Regions from separate parts of the Gossypium hirsutum genome. Here region 1 is linked to region 2. The links are chromatin contacts, called in public Hi-C maps. All regions are on one chromosome and are shown on one strand. Each heading gives the region's core, a stretch centred on a gene start, on an enhancer-like site or on the middle of the called end of the contact. The rest is flanking DNA. Distances are from core to core; before and after follow the strand shown. Region 1 holds the start of LOC107929817 (conserved oligomeric Golgi complex subunit 4). Region 2 holds the start of LOC107938749 (protein MANNAN SYNTHESIS-RELATED 2).

Region 1 (2,892 bases), core at 251-2,750, 660 kb before region 2:
TAAAATCTTGAACAACTTTGCTAAAACTTCCTGCCCTAAAAGCTTTAGTGGCCCGCAGGACTAAATCTGGATCCACAGTTGGCATCCCCTTGATCTTTGAGATCATATATTGTGTGTAATCTTCACCAAGTTGCATCAAGGACAGTATTTCTTCTAAATACAACTCGATCTCCCTCGGATTGGCTCCATCGGGTGCTCCAACAGTTAACAAATGATTATTCTGAGCATTGATCTCAGAAGACAACTTAGCCAATTTCCTAAATTCCATATATTTTTTCAAAATCAAAGAACCCCTTGAATCACATTCCTCTTGTAACTCAAAAATTGCATACGCCGCTCCATCTTCTCCACAAAAACTCCTTAAAATCTCGTCATTTTCCTCGACAGCCAAAACAATATCTTTAAACAAATTAGTCAAACACCCAACAAAATTTACTTGATGGTTCTGATTTTGTCCATGGCTCTGTTCCACTAACTCAATCAAATACTCAAATTCTAATCTAGATCTCATCCCAATCACTTTCTTCAAATACCCAACATAAATTTGCAAGCCTTCTTCATCAAGCCCCAAGGGCGAATAAAGCTTAATAAATCTCGAAATCGTAGGATGATCCCTTTGATCCACGGCAGCCGTGAGTTTCTTCTTTACAATCCCTTCCAGCAGCTTCTTCGACGCTAACAACTGTTCCCTTTGGTCGGATCGAGAATCCTTAAACTTATCATCGATCTCCAGAAACGTCCGTACGTATTCGGTGGCTGACTCGTAATCCTCAGCGTCGAGAGCGCTTTTGACGCCATTGATGCAATTACCCCTCTCTACAATGGCGTCAATGCGGAGGAGCGTGGAGTTAACGCGGGATTGAGCGAGGTCGAGTTCGCGGACCTTGCGGCTGACTTGGTCGGCGAGGTCACAGGTGGAGGTGATGTTGGAGAGCATGCGATCGGATTCGGCCTTGACGATGTCGAGAACGTCAGCGAATCTTTGGAGGTTGTTGAGAGTCTTGTCGAGATCGGAACGCTGGGAGAGGAGGGTGTCTAGGTCTAGATCGAGGGCTCGCTGGTAAGCGACGCATTCGTGGAGGAGACGCGTCATGGCTCCTACGTCGGTAAGGGAGCGGACGTAGTCGAGGGCCTTGGGAGTGCCGAATTTAACTGAGGTGTCAGTGCGGTGCTCCGCTGATTCGGCTGGTTTGGGGAGGGAGCTGCTTCTCATCAACGGCATTGCTTTCTTCCCTCAATGCTAACCTTTCTTGGGAGGTTCTGACTCAGATTTAGCTTCGTTTTTCGACTTTACGCAATACTATGACAACGGTTTGCTTAACTGATAAGGCTAAACTATCCATTAGTCCCTCCAAAATTACCAGTTCCTATTTTATTCACATTAAAATAAAATTTATCAATTTAAGCGCTGCTGTTGATAACTTCAGCATTCTGGTCACTCTTCCATTAAACACCAAACAAAATGCTGATTGTGCCTGTGAAGTACATGTCATAAATTAAATTCCCTAAAAAATTAAGTCATTTTATCCAAAACAATCGTATTTTAATGCCATCTATAACTGTAGTGGCAGCTCTTCTCCTCTCACTCTCACTACTATCCTCATCTCTACCGTTACTTCCCAATACTATTCTTCCCCACCAGTGCCTTAATTCTCCATTTGGCACTTCGCATGCGCCACTTAATACCAACATCAGATCCTCACGACGTCGTCAACGGTACTTGCGAGTATGAGGACCTCGTCAAGGTTGGTTACAACATGATCACGACAGGTTTAAGCAATGCTTTGTTTCAGCGTGAGCAGATATGCAACGCCTGTTTCTAGCTATGGTGTGTGGATGACATGCGATAGTGTATACACGGAACATCTATCATTGTCACCTCCATCAACTTTGTAATCTCAATTATGGGTTCAAAACTGAGGGCAATGAGTATTGTAATTCTGTCAACATACACTCTGTGCGTCCATTGAAGCTTTTGGGAATATTGCCATTTGGAAAGCTAGCAATATGTCTGTCCAGCATCAAAGGTTATCTAGTATCGAAGGTATATAAAATCTTCCCATCTTTCATTTAAGCCATTTTTCCTTGAGCTAAAACAACAAGTTAGGCAAAATTAAAATCTGAGTTTCTTACATTGTAATTTCAAGTTGGATTTGTTGGGGCAAACCAAAACGATTTAATTTTTTTGGGAATTTATTTAATAACATATAAAATAAAAACACACATGGCAGACACAATCGAATGATGCTTAATTGAGTGACCAAAATGCTTAAAGTTATTAATAGTAGTCCTTAATAATATTATTTTGAAATAATAAAAATAGGAATGACATAATTTTAAAGGATAATTTACCCATGTTTTAATACTCAAAATATCAATTTTTAATTAATTGGTTTAATTGGACAAAATATTGAAAATAAGAAAAAGAAAATCAGAAATATTATAAATATATATTAATAACAATCTATATCATATATCATATAATAAGGTACACAACCATTAAAATTATGAATCTATGCTTTTTTCTGTTTAGATAAATATTTAATTAAATAAAAAATTGATTAGATAATTAATTAATTATTATATATATTATTATATAAACATTTATTTATTATATATATTATGTATGTATGTTAAATTTTGATTTTAACATAATTTTTAAAAAATTAATTATCTCATTTTTAAAAGTATTTTTTAAGATATAATTGATCTATTCATTAGATTTCATTATTATTTTCAAATAACTTTAAAAATAATTATTACATATTTATATATATTAAATATTTAATTAGATAAATAGAATTTTTAAAGTTTAAATAAATTTTTAATTAGATAAATTATCAATTTGATTCAATTTAAATATTTATTTAAATATTATCTATATTAATATAT
Region 2 (2,700 bases), core at 154-2,653:
TTTATCCTAAGTTCCAATAGTAAGTTTTCTCTAAACTTTGTTTTGTGATTATGTTAAATATATGTTTCTATGAACAGTTAAAGAGGTAGTGTAAGCCCATCACATCTATTGGCCTAAAATTGAGCCTTGAGACTTGCATAAATTTGGTTCAAGTATTGGTTCAATCTATTTTTTAGTTCAATTCAACCAATCCATATCGATTGGTGGGTCAATCAATTTTTTGCCTCTCTTTGGATTGGTTCCCCATCCAACTGGTTAGACTAGTTGGTTCGGTTTAAACAACATTAATAAAAAGGTAGTCTAAAATAAAAATAAAAATGCTAATGTGCTAAAAAAAGCCCTTAAACTATTATACGTTGTTTAAACAAGTCCTTATGCTATTTTTGTAGTTAAATAAGCTCATAACCTATAATATTTAACTACGAAAGCTCTTGATTTTAATATTAAAGTACAAATATTTTGAATCTTTAAACTATTTTGCGTTTTATGGTGATCTGAATTTGATTAGAAGAGTTTGTTAAATAAAAATAATAATTTTTAAAGGGAAACAGAATATTTTATAATATCTTGAAAGTGTTTATATACATAACACATTTAATTATTTTTTTGAAAATTTTCATTACTGTTTTAAATTTCATGTTGATGTGAAAAGTATATAGAATTTTTATTGCATTAACAAGAAATTAAGAAAAGAGCCTAAAATTTAAAATATTTTACTTTAATATTAAAATCAAGGGCTTTTATGCATAAAAATAATAATATAAAGATTTATTTAACTATAAAAATACTTGGTTAAATTTTGCTATTAGTCCATATAATTTGCGAAAGTTGTGGAATTAGTCATTATACTTTTATTTGATCAATTTTTGTTCTTATACTTTTTGAATTGGTTAGTTTTAGTCTCTATACTTGTCGAATTTTAAAATCTTAGTCCTAACCCAAATAGTGACAATTAAATCCGTTAGTTTAAATTTAGAAACTAGTCTTGTATTATGCATTCAATTGTATATTTAGTCAATATTCTTTAATTTAATCATTCAAAGACCTTATACTTTTCGAATATTAAAATTTTAATCTTGACACAAAAGACAACTGCTAATCCATTAACATAATTCTTAGTGAGTAATATGTGGAAATAACAAGTTCACACAACAATAAACATATAATAATATGTTTGTAGCATCAAATTTCGAAAATAATAAAACTTAACTTAATGAATTTAACAATTATCGTTTAGTGAGAACTAAAATTTTAAATTTTAAAAATATAGAAATTAAAATTGATTAAATAAAATATAAAAACTAAAATTGATTAAATAAAAATATAAAAACTATCTATAAGTTTCACAAAATACAATGCTTAATAGCAGAATTTAACCAAAATAGTTGAAAGGCCTGTTTAAATAAAAGCGGAGTAGTTTATGGGTTTTTTTAGTAGTATATTAGGTAATAAGAAATCAAAGCAAAGGGGTAGGGTACACATGGCGTAGGAAAACAGGCATCGTTTTCACTTTCAGTGCAAAGTGTCGGTGGTGTAAGGACCCCAAACACGATACTACTACTGCGCACCTATTATCATATTTACTTCATTTCATTTTCTCTCGTTGATCTAAACTCGCTGTTTCATCTTCTTGTTAATCATGCCTCTTCTTTAGGTTTAAACTTATTCTTGGGCGACCCTGGTTTTTATTTTTTGAGTTTTGAATTTCCTTTTTTTGGGGGGCTTCGCTTTTATTACAGAATTTTGAAATAGAAAAGAAGAAATGGGGATTGATTTGAGGCAAGTAGTGGCCGGTATTCTCACTCTCACCATGTTTGTGATGCTTGGTCAAATGATCAAAAGAGACCATTTTGATTCTCTCCAAGTAATTCCCCCTTCCTTTGCTTTCTTCTTTGATCTAACTCTCAAGTTTTTCATGGGATTTTTATACTAAATCCAGTCCCCGATTTCACTTCACTTTTCATAGCTTTGTGTTTTATTTGGTGAATCTCTGATTATGTGATAAAACCTCGAGCAAGTTGCTTCACTTTCCACATTATCTGTAATAATCACATCTTAGCTCGTTAAGATTCACTTGACATCCTATCTGCTGCATCTTTAAGAAAATAACAATATATTCTGACCATGATCTTCGAAAGTGGTGTAGTTGTTTGGTTCTTTGTGTATAAGATTATTTGGGAGCCTTTTTTTTTCTCAAAACTAATTGCTAATTCATGAAGAAGAAGAAGAAGAAGAAAATATGGGCTAACTTGAAACTTCCTTTTTGTTTTTAAACAATTAAAGCTATTTTATTTTCCAGGGGAAGTATCTGGAAAACTAGACTGAACAAGGTATAGAAAACAACCCATTTAAAGTTAAATTTGGTTTAGAAGAGTAATTTCAGGATTCAAGCATAGATGAATGAAGGATTCTGCTTCTTTCAGATTTATAATTTCAGTCCTAGGCCTTATTTCAACGTCTCAAGCCTTTATGACCAACTAGAAGAAATTGTAGATGTTTTATTTTTGTTATTGTAAATTCTATTGATGCCAGTCTTATTTACTTATAGTGATTAAATAAATGTTTGCAAGTTTTTGCTTGATTTCTTTTCAATTCCGTGTAAAGCTTTGGTGTATTTACACTAAATTTGATTATTTTCTCTCCTTGTTACGTAGGATAAACTTCCTGGAGAAGCTCAGGATGTTCAAGTTGATAATGCCA

The links. A called contact is a pair of places that touch in the nucleus more often than the background predicts.
Region 1: a contact with region 2 is called in a Hi-C map of leaf, with 2.1 times the contacts expected there. The contact joins the promoter of LOC107929817 here to the promoter of LOC107938749 in region 2. A contact is called at or near these places in 3 of 34 Hi-C or Micro-C datasets (callus and leaf).

The regions. Positions count from the first base shown.
Region 1 is chrA06:71,794,384-71,797,275 of Gossypium_hirsutum_v2.1, reverse strand. LOC107929817 (conserved oligomeric Golgi complex subunit 4) reads right to left here and starts at 1,500. Exons shown (of 2, transcript XM_041115175.1): 1 at 1-1,500. The coding sequence starts at 1,222.
Region 2 is chrA06:71,130,099-71,132,798 of Gossypium_hirsutum_v2.1, reverse strand. It overlaps LOC107938749 (protein MANNAN SYNTHESIS-RELATED 2), which reads left to right and starts at 1,403. Exons shown (of 7, transcript XM_016871983.2): 1 at 1,403-1,533; 2 at 1,740-1,864; 3 at 2,655-2,700. The coding sequence starts at 1,763.